2 separate regions of the Rattus norvegicus genome follow, and region 2 is linked to region 1. The links are chromatin contacts, called in public Hi-C maps. All regions are on one chromosome and are shown on one strand. The core of a region is the stretch at or near the end of the contact, and the rest is flanking DNA. Distances in the headings are between cores, read along the strand shown.

Region 1 (6,475 bases), core at 2,617-5,116:
ACCTCTGCATGTCAATTTCCTCATCTTTCAGTACTGAGACAAGGCCATGCCCAGCTCACGTGGCACAGGGCCCCACACACACAGTTGGGCTTCTGTGTAAGAGGGCCTCTCACCCTGGATCAGCTGACCGGCATATTGATACAGGCAAAGAAAAATGAATGTGTAGGATAAGAAAACAGCCGTCCCAGCGTCCAGCTGACTTGTCCCGAGAGGCACCCTGGGAGCCTGTCCCCATGGGACTTGCCAGAGGTTGGCCTCCAGGCAGAGGACATGAGTGTTGCACCCTTCTTAGGAAAGGCTAGAAGCAAGGTAGGCAGAGAGCTAGCTGAACCTCAGCCTTTCAGAGGGCAGCTCTGGCCTTCTGTTCATGTTGCGGCTGGGGACGAGGCCAGGTTGGCCTAAGGCCCAGAGGGGCGGGCCATTTAGCACCATGGGTCTCAGAGGTAGGGAGCATGCTGGGACCTCTCTCTGGACACAATGTCCTAGACTGCTTCACAGTTTGGCTGACTGACAGGGAACAGTGGCTGGCAGAGGGTGCGGGCAGCTGGCCGACTGGGTGGGGGGCAGCCAGTCTGAGCAAAGGGCTTATTCTCACAACCTGTCCTGCCACCTTGGCCAAGGAGAGGGCCAGCTCTTTGGAGGAAGGAGCCTGACAATCCTGTGAGGACCTTGGCAATCCCTCCCTACCTCCTACCTGTTTCCCTGTATCGCTGACTGCTATCGTTTGAGCAAAATTCTTTGGAGAACAGAGCTCCAAAATGCTGACCTGGATTCCTTACCTCAGCTCCTTACTAGCCGCGTGGCTTAAGTTACAACCTCTCTGACCCTCTCCTCCTTTTTTGTTTTGTTGTGAAACTCCGAGACGGGGTCTCACTGTGCAGCCTTGACTGGCCTCAAAGTTACAGAGATCTGCAGGCCTCTGCCTCCCGAGTGCCAGGTTTTAAGGTGTGCGCCCGCGACCGGCCGCATTTCAGCTCTTGGGCTGAGAGATGGCCCCTGCTCCTTCGGGTGTGAGTGTGGAAGGCCCTGAGGTGGGGACCCTCACAGAAAGCACTGTGGTGACCACATTAATAGGCAGCAATAATGACATTTGCTTATGGCAAAGGCTGCGCGTGCCAGGCTTTATGGACATCACTGAAAACATCATCACTGACCTGCCACCTTCATTTCATACACGGGGATGCACCACAGGCCACAGAGGCTCTCTACCAGCTTCCCCTGTTGGCCAAAGGGTAAAGGCCAGCTGAGTGGGCCCTAGAGGGTTCTCAAAGGCTGGGACTGGATCAGACACGGGCTAAGGGGCTCCTTGGGACCCAGTAGCTGACCCCAGATGCCTGGCCTCGTTTAGGATGTTGTTGGCAGAGTCCCAGGCACGTGAGTCAAGCACTTAGGAGGGTTGGGCTATTGGGGGTGGAAGGCTACAGTCATCCCTTCACTATTCAGCAAACACTTACTGAGGGCAATAGAGTGTGATACGGTCACATGTGGGCCTGTGGCAGTGTCACTTACAAAGTGTACCACTTGACAAGAGAGTGACTAACCCCCCCCTCGATCAGGCTGACCCTGAACTCAGAGATCCACCTGTCTCTGCCTCCTGAGTGCTGGGGTTAAAGGCATGTGCCACCACTGCCTGGCTTTATTTATTTAAAGATTTACTTCTTTTATGTATGTGAACACACTGTAGCTGTCTTCAGACACACCAGAGGAGGGCATCGGATCCCATTACAGATGGTTGTGAGTCACCATGTAGTTGTGGGAATTGAACTCAGGACCTCTGGAAGAGCAGTCAGTGTGCTTAACTGCTGAGCCATCTCTCCAGCCTTTTAATTAATTAATTTATTTATTCATTCATTTATTCATTTATTTATTTATGTTTAAGTCAAGACCTTACTGTATTGCCCAGGTTGATTCTCCTTCTGTCTTTCCCTCCCCAGCACTCGAGATTCAATGTAGGTAGGACCTCATCCATGCTAGGACAAGGCTCTGTCAGGTCCCCTGTCAGGTCCCCTGGAACTGCAGTTATATGCAGTTGTGAGCTGTCTGAATGGTCCTGGGAATGGAACTTGGGTTGTCTATGAGAGAACCAAGCACTTGTAACTGCAGAGCCACCTCTCCAGCTCCCCTGACAGACATTTATATTTTCTTCTCCAGGGCAGGGGCTGGTTCTAACCCAGATATGATAGGAAAGACGCAAGCCAAAATGCCACATTCATCCCTTAGTTTCCTCAACTATGAAAGGACACCGATGTCCCCTCCCCTGTGTGGTTTGAAGGTAAGATGAGTGTTCACATTCCAGGCCACTAAGTGGAGCAGGGACAATGGTTTGGGAAAGGGAAGAAGTGACAGTCTCCACTATGCAAACGAGACGACGCTGCCAGCATCAGGGAAGGCCCAGACGGCTCCCCAGGCTCCCCATTCTAGAAAATGTACTCTTTTTTTTTCTTTCTTTCTTTTTTTTTTTTTTTTTTTCTGGAGTTGGGGACCGAACCCAGGACCTTGCGGTTGCTAGGCAAGCGCTCTACCACTGAGCTAAATCCCCAACCCCTAGAAAATGTACTCTTATTAGGTGCTTAAGGCAAGTGGGGCTGCTTCAATTCTGAGGCCAGACTGGGCTGCACAGTGAGTCCCAGCCCAGCCTTTAATCCTAGAACGTGGGAGGCTGAGGCAGGTGAATCTTTGCCACTTCAGATAGGTCTGCCAGGGCTACACAGAACAAAACACAGCAAACCCCCGAATTCCTTCAGGCAAAAACTTCACCACAGATAGTCGTCCCCCTGAGGTGGGAATGTGCTTGAGAGGCTGCAGTGACTGTTAGATATTCCCGGGGTCCTCTTGGCACCAGATTCGGGCTCCAGCTCTACCTGTGACCTTACCGAGCTAAGAGGCAAGCAGGGCACAGGCTGCTGGAGCAGAGACCAAGGTCCACAAGGAGTTGACTGCCCCAGGGATTCCGGGTTGGGCCTTGCCCTGCTCTATGCCAGGTTTCTTGAGAGGGCATCAGGGGCCACTAAGCTTCCCAGTTACCTGGCTATTTCACGGAGTAACAAGGCTCTTTTATTTTTCTTACTAAACTAGAAGGAAAGACCACTTTGTAGTTAGGGATACTGAGACTAAGAGGCACAGGTGCCCCAAGTCATCAGAAGAGGCAAGACGCTGTGAGCTTCCCTGACAGGGTGGAGTGGTTGTAAAAGACAGCTCCTGAGCAGGGGACCTCCAGTTAGAGAAGCCGGGGCCCCACGTTGGGCTCGGGTGTTTCATCCACCTCTGCGGACCTAGGCAGCCACGCTTACCCGCATGGGGGGTCCCCAGCTTCAGCGAGCCCTCAGCTTCCCTGGGGGAAGTAAGGAAAAACAGGAGGCTGAGCTCCACGAGACTACTCCCCCGCCCCGCGGAGCGCACAGGAGGAGGAAGGAGGGTTATGTAAGGCGAGTCGAGGGCCGGGCAGGCGGGGACGTCCTCCTATGAATAGCCTGCTGTTCCCTGCGCGTGACTACACAGCCCCCTCTGCGCCCGCTGTGCTGGCCTCCGTGTCCAGGGAGCCTGAAGAGGGAGGAGCATGAGTAGGGAATTCAGGGAGGGAGAAGGGAAGCCAGGACCCCAAAACCTGGACCTTGCTCCCATTTTACCAGGTTTGGAGAGGACATGAGACTCGAGCAAAGCCCGTTCCAGAATTGGACTCAAGACCCAATATAATTCCTTTATCCGGGTATAGGTTAGACACTGACCCCGGGATCAGAGATTAATAAAAACGAGGATACAGCTATTAAGAAAATGTTGGCCCACGAAGAGAAAAACGCAGCAATAGTCACCGTCATTATCATGACTGTGGTCTGATGGTGCAATGTGGCTCAGGGCAGCAGCCTGCTAGAAGGTTCCTGGGCAGAGACAGGCGGCTTCGATCCACACAGCAGAAGCAGTCCGACTGCCCAGAGGCCTGAATTGGCAACCACTTCAGGGATCTGGGAGCACCTGGGGAAGGCTGAGGCCACCCCAAGGAGAATCTTGGCCTGATGACTGCTGGACTTTGTTCAGAGCACAGCAGGGGCAGGTGGAGAAGAGGGAGAGATGGACTCCAGCCTCCTTCCCACCGCTAAGCTCCAATCTAGCTGTAGAGTAAGTTTTTTCCTCATCAGCTCCTGAGCTAGGGACGCCAAATCCCATCCTGGCTGGTCATGATGTGCTTGGGAGTCTGACTTGGAGCAGGCCACTCTGTCCACCTTGGGTCTCAGTGTCCGCTATAAAATGACAGTGCTACTCCCAACCTAGTCCCTCCTGCTGCTGGGAGTGAGGAGCAGGGTCTGGGGCAGGAGCTGGCTCTGATAGCCCAGCAGTCCCACCAAAGTCTGAGCATCGGTTCTGGGAGCTGCAGCCCTCCTCTGAGGGGAAGGAGGCTCCCTACCAAATGCTCCTCCCAGCCATGCCCGCAGACTTCTAGGATCACAAATGCTAAGCCAGAGGGCTGGAGAGATGGCTCAGCGCTTAAAAGCTCTGACAGCTTTTCCTAGAGGTCCTGAGTTCAATTCCCAGCAACCTCATGGGGGCTCACAACCATCTGTAATGGGATCCGACGCTCTCTTCTGGTGTCTGAAGACAGCTACAGTGTGCTCATATAAATACAATAAGTAAATTTAAAAACAAAAACCAATACTAAGCCAGAACTGATAGCTTGTGTCCAGGGACTCCCAAATCTCAGACACAATCACCCTGGTGATTTTTTTTTTTTCAGATGTGGTATCGAATCTCCTGAGGAATCTGACTGACGATCCCTTTCTGTCCCTAGACAGGTGATCTCTGCAAACACAGCTTCCAGGCACAGAAAGGGGTAGATCTGGAGCCCCTCAGCTCCTCCCCCCAACCCCCGCCATGTCCCCTCTCTGCTATTTCCAGCCTCTGCCAGGGACATCCTGTGCCCCTGTGATGTCACCAGGCCCTAGGAGACCAGGCTGTAGTGACAAGATGTATTTTTAAACTCTCAGGCCTTGGCCAGCTCCCCACCCTCCACTCAGCTTACCCCACCTCATACTCCCTGTCCTGTCCCCTACATCTCAAATTAGTATGTATGCTTGACAGACATCCTCCAGGCTTCTGAGAGGCCACAGGGAAGCCAGGCCAGTACTCAGTGTTTGTAGACACAAAAGTCAGGCCTGCCCAGGTAAGCAGATGGGTCTCTTAAGAAAGAACAGCTTATTTATTTTATTCATGAGTACACTGTAGCCATCTTCAGACACACCAGAAGAGGGCACGGGATCCCATACAGATGGTTGTGAGCCACCATGTGGTTGCTGGGAATTGAACTCAGGACCTCTGGAAGAGCGGTCAGTGCTCTTAATGCTGAGCCACCTCTCCAGCCCCAGAGAAAGAACAGCTTATATCTCCAGGAGGACCCTAAAACCCTGGGGTAGAGGGGGACCCAACCCATGTTCAGGGCTGATAGTCATCAAATAGACTCTTCTACTCAGCTGAATGTCCTGTCTGGATCTTACAGCAGCCACTCAAGCTCAAGCTGGCTTTGATTTTCTTTTCTTTCTTCCTTTCTTTCTCTCTCTTTCTCTCTCTCTCTCTCTTTCTTTCTTTCTTTCTTTCTTTCTTTCTTTCTTTCTTTCTTTCTTTCTTTCTTTCTTTCTTTCTTTCTTTCAGGGCCTTGCTGTGTAGACCAGGCTGGCCTTGAACTCACAGACATCCACTTGCCTCTGCCTCCAGAGTGCTGGGATCAAAGGCTCTACCATTGCCCATCAACAGTTCAGTTTAGAGCAGCAAGAGGGTAGGGTGTAGGCTCTGGGTTTGGACAGACCTCAGTTCAAATCCTGCGCATGGCAGTTCTCCGCTGTACTTCTCTGGGCAGTCACCTCTCTGTGCCTCTGTAACTTGTACAGTGAGGTTATCAATATGTAGTTCCAGAGGGAAAGATTGCTTGGGAGCACATCTGAGAAACACCAAGCCTATGGCCTGACATCTAGGAGTGTTCAGACAGTGCCAGCTTCTTATTCCTCTATAAACCCTGCTGGGAATCTGTAACAGTCCACGTGTGGATCCTGAGAATTCAACATGGTCCTTGTCCCCCAAGGCTCAGAAGTGCAGAGGTTCGGACATATGAAGGAGAGTACAACACTGACAGGGCCTCCAGGAGATACCTGAGGCTTGGGGAATAGCCTTGTAGCTGAGTAAGGACTAGGACCTCAGCCTCACCCTCCCCCCCTGGGACTCACTTCTGGCAAGTGACTCAGAGTGTTTAGAGAACTACAGAGCCCTATACATGCATAGAGTCCCCAAAACTTTGGCAGCCTTTCTACCTTCTGCTAACAGCCACTCCCTTTCATCTGCCCAAGGGACATATTATCCCTTGAACCAAAAGGGCAGACATATACATTTCCTAGCAGATGGGCAGGAGCCCAAAGAGAAGGATCCTAGGTCCCTTCTCTATCTTCACACTCCAGTGTGTCAGCAAGAAGCTGGGGTTTAAGGCCAACTCACTGTG
Region 2 (6,475 bases), core at 1,108-3,607, 89 kb before region 1:
GAGACAGGTTTTTCTGTATATCCCCATCTGCTGGACTCTTTTGGTAGCCCAGGTTGGCCTTGAACTCTCAGAATTCCTACTGCCTCTGCCCCTTCCAAGCGCTGGGATTAAAACTGTGCCCCACCATGCCCAGGAAGAAAAGTTTTCTTTTTCTTTTCTTCATTTCTTTCATTTTTTTAAAAATATAGGATAGAGTTTATTTAGAGCATGAGGAGGGGAGTTGTGGGGGTAGTGGAGACAGAGAAAGGCAGAGAGTAGAGGAGTAGAGGCCAGCCATGAGCACGTTATGGGGGATGAGAAGTGAGGAGGGAAAAGCAGGGAGTGGGAGAAAGAGGAGAGGAGTAAGAGCAAGAGCTCATATTTTTTTTTTTTTTTTTTGGTTCTTTTTTTTCAGAGCTGGGGACCGAACCCAGGGCCTTGCGCTTCCTAGGCAAGCGCTCTACCACTGAGCTAAATCCCCAACCCCAAGAGCTCATATTTTAAAAAGAATTATTTATTTTATGTGTATGAGTACACTGTAGCTGTCTTCAGACACACCAGAAGAGGGCATCCGATCCCACTATAGATGGTTGTGAGCCACCATGTGGTTGCTGGGAATTGAACTCAGGACCTCTGGAAGAGCAGTCAGTGTTCTTAACCACTGAGCCATCTCTCCAGCCCTTTTTACTTTTCTTTCTTTCTTTCTTTTTTTTTGAGACAAGATTTTTTTTTTCTGTTCAGCTCTGGTTGTCCAGGAACTTGCTCTGTAGACCCAGCTGCCCTCAAACTCTGAGATCTGTCTGCCCCTGCCTTCCAAGTGCCGGGATTAAAGTGTGCACAAGTATTGTTAGGCCTTTTTTTTTTTTTTTTTTTAAAAGCAAGTGTCTCAATACCCAGAGACTATACATGGACTGACTCATGGCTCCAACTGGATATGTAGCAGAGGAAGGCCTGCCTTGTTGGGCATCAATGGTAGAAGCCTTGGTCCTGCCAAGGTTGGACCCTCAGTGTAGGGGAATGTGCTGGGGGTAGAGAAGGGGGTTTGGATGGGGAGGGGAACACCCTTATAGAAGAAGGGGAGGGGGATAGGGGGCTTATGTCTTGGAAACCGGGAAAGGGAATAACATTTGAAATGTAAATAAAAATATCCAATAAAAATAAATTAAAAAAATATATAAAAAGAAAGAGTTACAAAAAAAAAAAAAGTCTCTTGTACCCCAGGGTGATCTTGAACTCACTAAGTAGCTGATCTGAATGTCTAGTTTTTCTGTCTTTTTAAAAAAGATCTTATTTTATTTATTGAACGACTGTGAGTACACTGTCACTGCCCTTAGACACACTAGAAGAGGGTATCGGATCCCATTACAGATGGTTGTGAGCCACCATGTGGTTGCTGGGAACTGAACTCAAGACCTTGGCAAGAGCAATCGATCAGTGCTCTTAACCACTGAGCCATCTCTCCAGCCCCGTTTTTTTTTTTTTTTTTTTTTTTTTTTTGTCTTTACTTTCTAAGTGCTGGAATTCAGGTGTGTTTGCCACTATGTTTGGCTGACCAAAATTTTGTGTTGGGGGGGGGGGGCGGCGGGGAAGGGAGCCGCTAAAACAAAGTCTTATTTTGTAACTCAAACTGGTCTTGAACTTGCAGTGATTATCTAGCCTCTACCTCCTCAGTGCTGGCATTACAAGTGTGAGACTGTTTGCATTCAGCTGTTTAAGGACGGAGTGTGCTGAGTTTTAGTGAGTACATACATCAATTGCACCACTTAAAATTACTGTCACCCAGAAAGGCCTGGTGACCCTTTTTTGCCCACTGTCTTGGGTACTTGTCTGGAGTAAAGACTATTTTTTTTTTAAAGATTTATTTATTTATTATATATAAGTACACTGTAGCTGTCTTCAGATACACCAGAAGAGGGCATCGGATCTCTTTACAGATGGTTGTGAGCCACCATGTGGTTGCTGGGAATTGAACTCATGACCTCTGGAAGAGCAGTCGGGTGCTCTTAACCTCTGAGCCATCTCTCCAGCCCGAGTAAAGACTATTTTGAACGTGTTATATTTGTATTTTCAAAGGATCTCTCTAGCTGCTGTGCAAAAGAAAAGACAGGCTGGAAGAGCAGAATTATCGCCTAGCAACCAGACTCGCTCAGTGGCCGGGGTTGGCTGGCTTCAGAACGAGGCCCCGCCCTCTCAGCGCTGTACCCCGCCCCTCTCCTCTCAGTAGCGGGAGAGTGCAGGCGGCTCCGCCCACCTTCAGGCTCCTCCCCTCACAGGAGCCTTGCCTAGCTCTGCGACCCGTAGGGGCGGGCAGATGCTTCTTATTGGTCAGTTCTCCGGAAGCTGAGTTCATTTGGTTTGGCTAGCGCTGCGTTGGGGCCTCCGAGCCGCTGGACGCGCGTGAATGGTGCGTGGCTTCCGCGCGTGGTGCGGAGTGGTCGGGGCGGGGATGGGACGGGGTCGGCTCTTCTCCAAGCCTGGAGGAATGGGGCCTCAGGTTCCTCCGGGAGAGGAGCGTGGCATCCGCAAGCGGGACCCCAGGCCCTGCCCTCCCGCGCGGCTCGGCTGCAGGCTTGGCTTGTTAGAATCCGAGAGGGAATGGGGGCAGCTCGGGGACCCCCAGCCCCTCACCGTTCTCAGCCCCGCGTGCTTAACAGCTTCTTTGGGTTCCAGAGCCCTAGCGCAGGATGTTCGTGCTGGTGGAGATGGTGGACACCGTGCGCATACCCCCGTGGCAGTTTGAGCGGAAACTCAACGACTCCATTGCTGAGGAGCTGAACAAGAAATTGGCCAACAAGGTACTAGGCCCTCGGGTTGCCGGGCAGTGTCCGGAACGGTCCCGCTGCTTGTCTGGCCGTCCCTTGTTTCAGCCTTGGCCTTACACACTTAACGTAACTTCATGTCAGGGTTTCTTTCCTTCCCTTCCTTATAAACCAGACTTGGATGTCAGCGTGTACCCAAGGGAGTAAATGGGCTGGACGAAGTAGTGTATACCTGTCATCCCAGCTTCTTGGGTTAATAAGGCTTGTGACGATCCTGAGTTCGAGGCCAGCGTGGGCAACATAATAAACCTGTTTCAAACAAATTAAGCATCGAAACTGCTGGTGGTAGCGCATGGCTTTAATCCCATTACTTAAGAGGCAGAGGCAGGTGGATCTCTGTGAGTTCGAGGCCAGCCTGGTCTACAGAGGGAGCTCAGCCATGGCTACACGGAGAAACAAACGTCTCAAAAAAAAAAAAAAAAAAAAAACCAAAAAACCAAAAACAAACAAACAGACAAACAAAAAACCAAAAAAACCTAAAAAAAACCAAAAACACCGGGGTGTTGAATAGTGCTTAAATTTGCTTGACATTTGAGGTTTGATTCTCCGTATTGTCGGAAAACAAAACAGAGTACGAAATGGGTTTGTAAAACGGAAACCGGAAAATGCCTGTTTCCTCCTTCAATTACTGTGCAGTCTTGGCCAGGTCACCTACTCTGGGCCTCAGTTTGTCCAAGTGGGTGAGTACAGAGGTCAGAGGATAGTGCGTGCTCTCTGGAATTGAGCTCAGCTGTCAGGTTTAGAGGTGGCTTTTTACCAGCTGACCCAGCTCATTGGCCCCTTCCTTGTATTCTTTTGGTTACTGTATTATGTCCCTTTCTGTGAATACAGACCTTCTCTGATGTAATCCTTTCATTATCCCCAGTACTTAGCCAGAGCGTGGCAGGGGAGACAGAGACTCTGCCCGTGTAGCATAGTGAGGAAGAAGAGCTGGCTTGAGAGGGTCCCCTTGTTAATGAGCCAGGGTGGATGCCATGAAGGACAGGCATTCACACAGCTGGAGAACAGAGGTGTGCCACCTGGGATGAAAGAGATTGGTGACTTCTGAGAAAACAGCACTAACCTGAGAGCTGACGGCGAGGAGAAGCCAAGAGACAGACTCTGATTTGATGGTTGGAGCAGGTTAGGTATAAAGAGTTGTGGAGACAGCGCAATTAGCATGTGCAAGGGTCCTGAGGCAGGAGGGCTGTGGCATCTAAGAAAGCACAGAGAATGCCAGTGTAGCTGGAACACAGAGGCTGGTCTAGGAACTGTAGACAGAAGCCGGACCACAGAGCCCTGGAGGGCCTTACAGTCCAAGTTGTTCTTTTCAAGTCAGTAGGAGGTGATCTGAGAGCCAGGAAGAAAGAACAGGTTTGGCTTTACATAGGAGACAGGTAGATCCTTTACAGGAGGCCGAGGCCGGAAGAAGGGGTATATCACAGACCTGAGGCTCGTCAGATGGAGGAAAAACGATGCTGACTTTCCTTTTTTGGGACAGGATCTCACTATGTAGTTTTGGTTGGCCTTTCAACCCAGAGCTGCCTGCCTCTGCCGCCTAGTGCTAGGATTAAAGGTGTGTGCCAGCTGCCCTCGCTGTTCTAGTGCTGTAAGGAAACACCATGACCAGGACAACAAGAGAAAGTGTTTTACTGGAGGCTTGCGTATGGTTTCGGAGGTTTAGTCTTTGAGCATCGTGGCAGAGGCATGTTGGCACACATGGTGCTGGAGTGGTAGCTAAGAGCTACATCCTCATCTACCAAGGGAGTCAAACCACTCCCACTGACAAGGCCACGCCTCCTAATCCTTCTGGTCTTTCTCAAGTTGTAGCCCTTCCTGATGATGTCAGCATTCAAGTGTATGGGCCTGTGGAGGTCATGCCCATTCAGTCACGGCATCCAGGGCTTCTCTCTTTGTTATTTTTTTTAATTACATGAATTTATTTTGAATGTGGTGTATAAACCACAGCACACATGAGTAGGTCATCGCACACCTCGTGAGGAGAAGGGTCCAGGACCCGGCGTCGGTTAAGATGGACGGCAGGCACCTTGACTGCTGAGCCGGTTTGCCAATAGCATCTTCCCTCTTATTTTTGAGACAGCATCTCGTGGGACTTGAACTCGCTTTAAATTTACTGTGTAACCAAGGAAGAATTGGGACTTCTGATACCTCTGCCTCCCTCTCAACTGCAGGGATTACAGGCAAGGATCACCATGCCTCGTTGAGGCCAGTTCACTCGATCCTGTGAGAGAAGCCCCCCCAGAAATCACTGCAGGGAGCTCTGCCCAACGCTGAGGTGCGCTATGCATCTCTAGTCCCTGAGCAGCTCTTGTGAGGGCTGTGACTAGGGGTAATATTGGTGGTAGATGTGCAGACACTGAGCTAAGTCCTTTAGAACAGCAGAGTGTGTGACTTGGGCCGTGTGGGCTTCTGGTCTGTGGAAGGGCTTTGGTCACAAATCCCTGCGGGAGCCCCGTCTGTCTGTCTGTCTGCGATGGTGTGAGAGTGGTGGAGTTCTCACACTTCTTGGCTGTGATCTGGGCACAGACTTGGGGACACTGGAAGTGTAAGCTTAAGCAGGGGCAGTAAACTTTGTCATTGTGGTCTGACCCAGCCACCAGCGGACTTCATGTCCATCCTACCCACTCAACCCTCCAGCTGCAGTCTCAGGTTTGAATGTGGAAGGCTGAGGCTGAGAGGCAGAGTAGTATCCTTGCTGGTCCCACAGTGAGGCAGAGCTTGCCTGTGAGCGTGAGGTTTGGAGCGACCGGGCCCTGGGGTCACTGTGTGTGCATATGTGTGCATAGGTCGTATACAATGTGGGACTCTGCATCTGTCTGTTTGATATCACCAAGCTGGAGGATGCCTACGTATTCCCAGGGGATGGAGCATCACATACCAAAGGTGAGTGCCTTCTCTCCCTAGGGTACCATATTTCTTGGGACTCCTCTTGAGGTGGTGGGAGACCTGGGCCCCAGTCCTAATTCTTCTAGGAATTGACTTCAGTGACTGGGTACACATGTCCTCTATGGGCCTTAGTTTCTTACCTGGAAGACATTAGTGTGGATGAAATACTCTCAAAGCCACTACAGTTTTGTGATTTAGATCATGGTTCAGCCTGTGTGTCCCTCGGGTTCAGTCTAGTGCCCCTGCTATTTGTCCCGCCCCCACGCTGCTCACTGTTTCATGGTGAGATGGAAACCACTAGGCAAGGGCCCTGAGTTGTGACTGTTACTGGCTGGAAAGCAGAAGGCAGGGGAAGAACAGGCCAATTGGGTCTAGGGACTTAAAGGAATTAAACAAGTCCTTTGGGCCAGCAAGTGGCTCGGGATAAATAATGTGCTATTGGACAATCTAGAGAACTGACTGTACAGAGTTTTCCTCTGATCTCCATATTATGATATAAATGTGTGTGAGGCCTGCACAAATGCACTTGTGTGGCCTCTGAGCAGGAATGGTAACACATACCTGCAATTCCCACACCTGGGAGATGGAAACAGGAGGACCAGGAGATCCAGGGCAGCCTGGACTATCCAACAGTGATAGTAGATTCTATACCTCAGGGCAGCCTGGGCTATCCAACAGTGATAGTAGATTCTATACTTCAGGGCAGCCTGGGCTATCCAACAGTGATAGTAGATTCTATACCTCAAGGCAGCCTGGGCTATCCAACAGTGATAATAGATTCTATACTTCAG

The links. A called contact is a pair of places that touch in the nucleus more often than the background predicts.
Region 2: a Hi-C map of prefrontal cortex shows a contact between it and region 1, with 2.5 times the contacts expected there. The contact joins the promoter of Polr3h here to the enhancer-like site in region 1. A contact is called at or near these places in 5 of 12 Hi-C or Micro-C datasets (Schwann cells, kidney, liver and 2 more) and 1 of 1 datasets of contacts at active chromatin or transcription factors (oligodendrocytes).

What each region holds. Positions count from the first base shown.
Region 1 is chr7:115,227,917-115,234,391 of GRCr8, reverse strand. No RefSeq gene overlaps it. Among named protein-coding and RNA genes, the nearest start is that of Tob2, 20 kb to the left of the region's middle. Within about 2 kb of position 3,866, at least 80 of the 93 cell types and tissues checked have an H3K27ac peak or open chromatin away from gene starts, as enhancers often do. A contact at or near this core is called in Schwann cells, kidney, liver and 1 more, where this site is marked.
Region 2 is chr7:115,315,763-115,322,237 of GRCr8, reverse strand. It overlaps Polr3h (RNA polymerase III subunit H), which reads left to right and starts at 2,357. Exons shown (of 7, transcript NM_001127295.2): 1 at 2,357-2,383; 2 at 2,650-2,774; 3 at 5,585-5,681. The coding sequence starts at 2,664.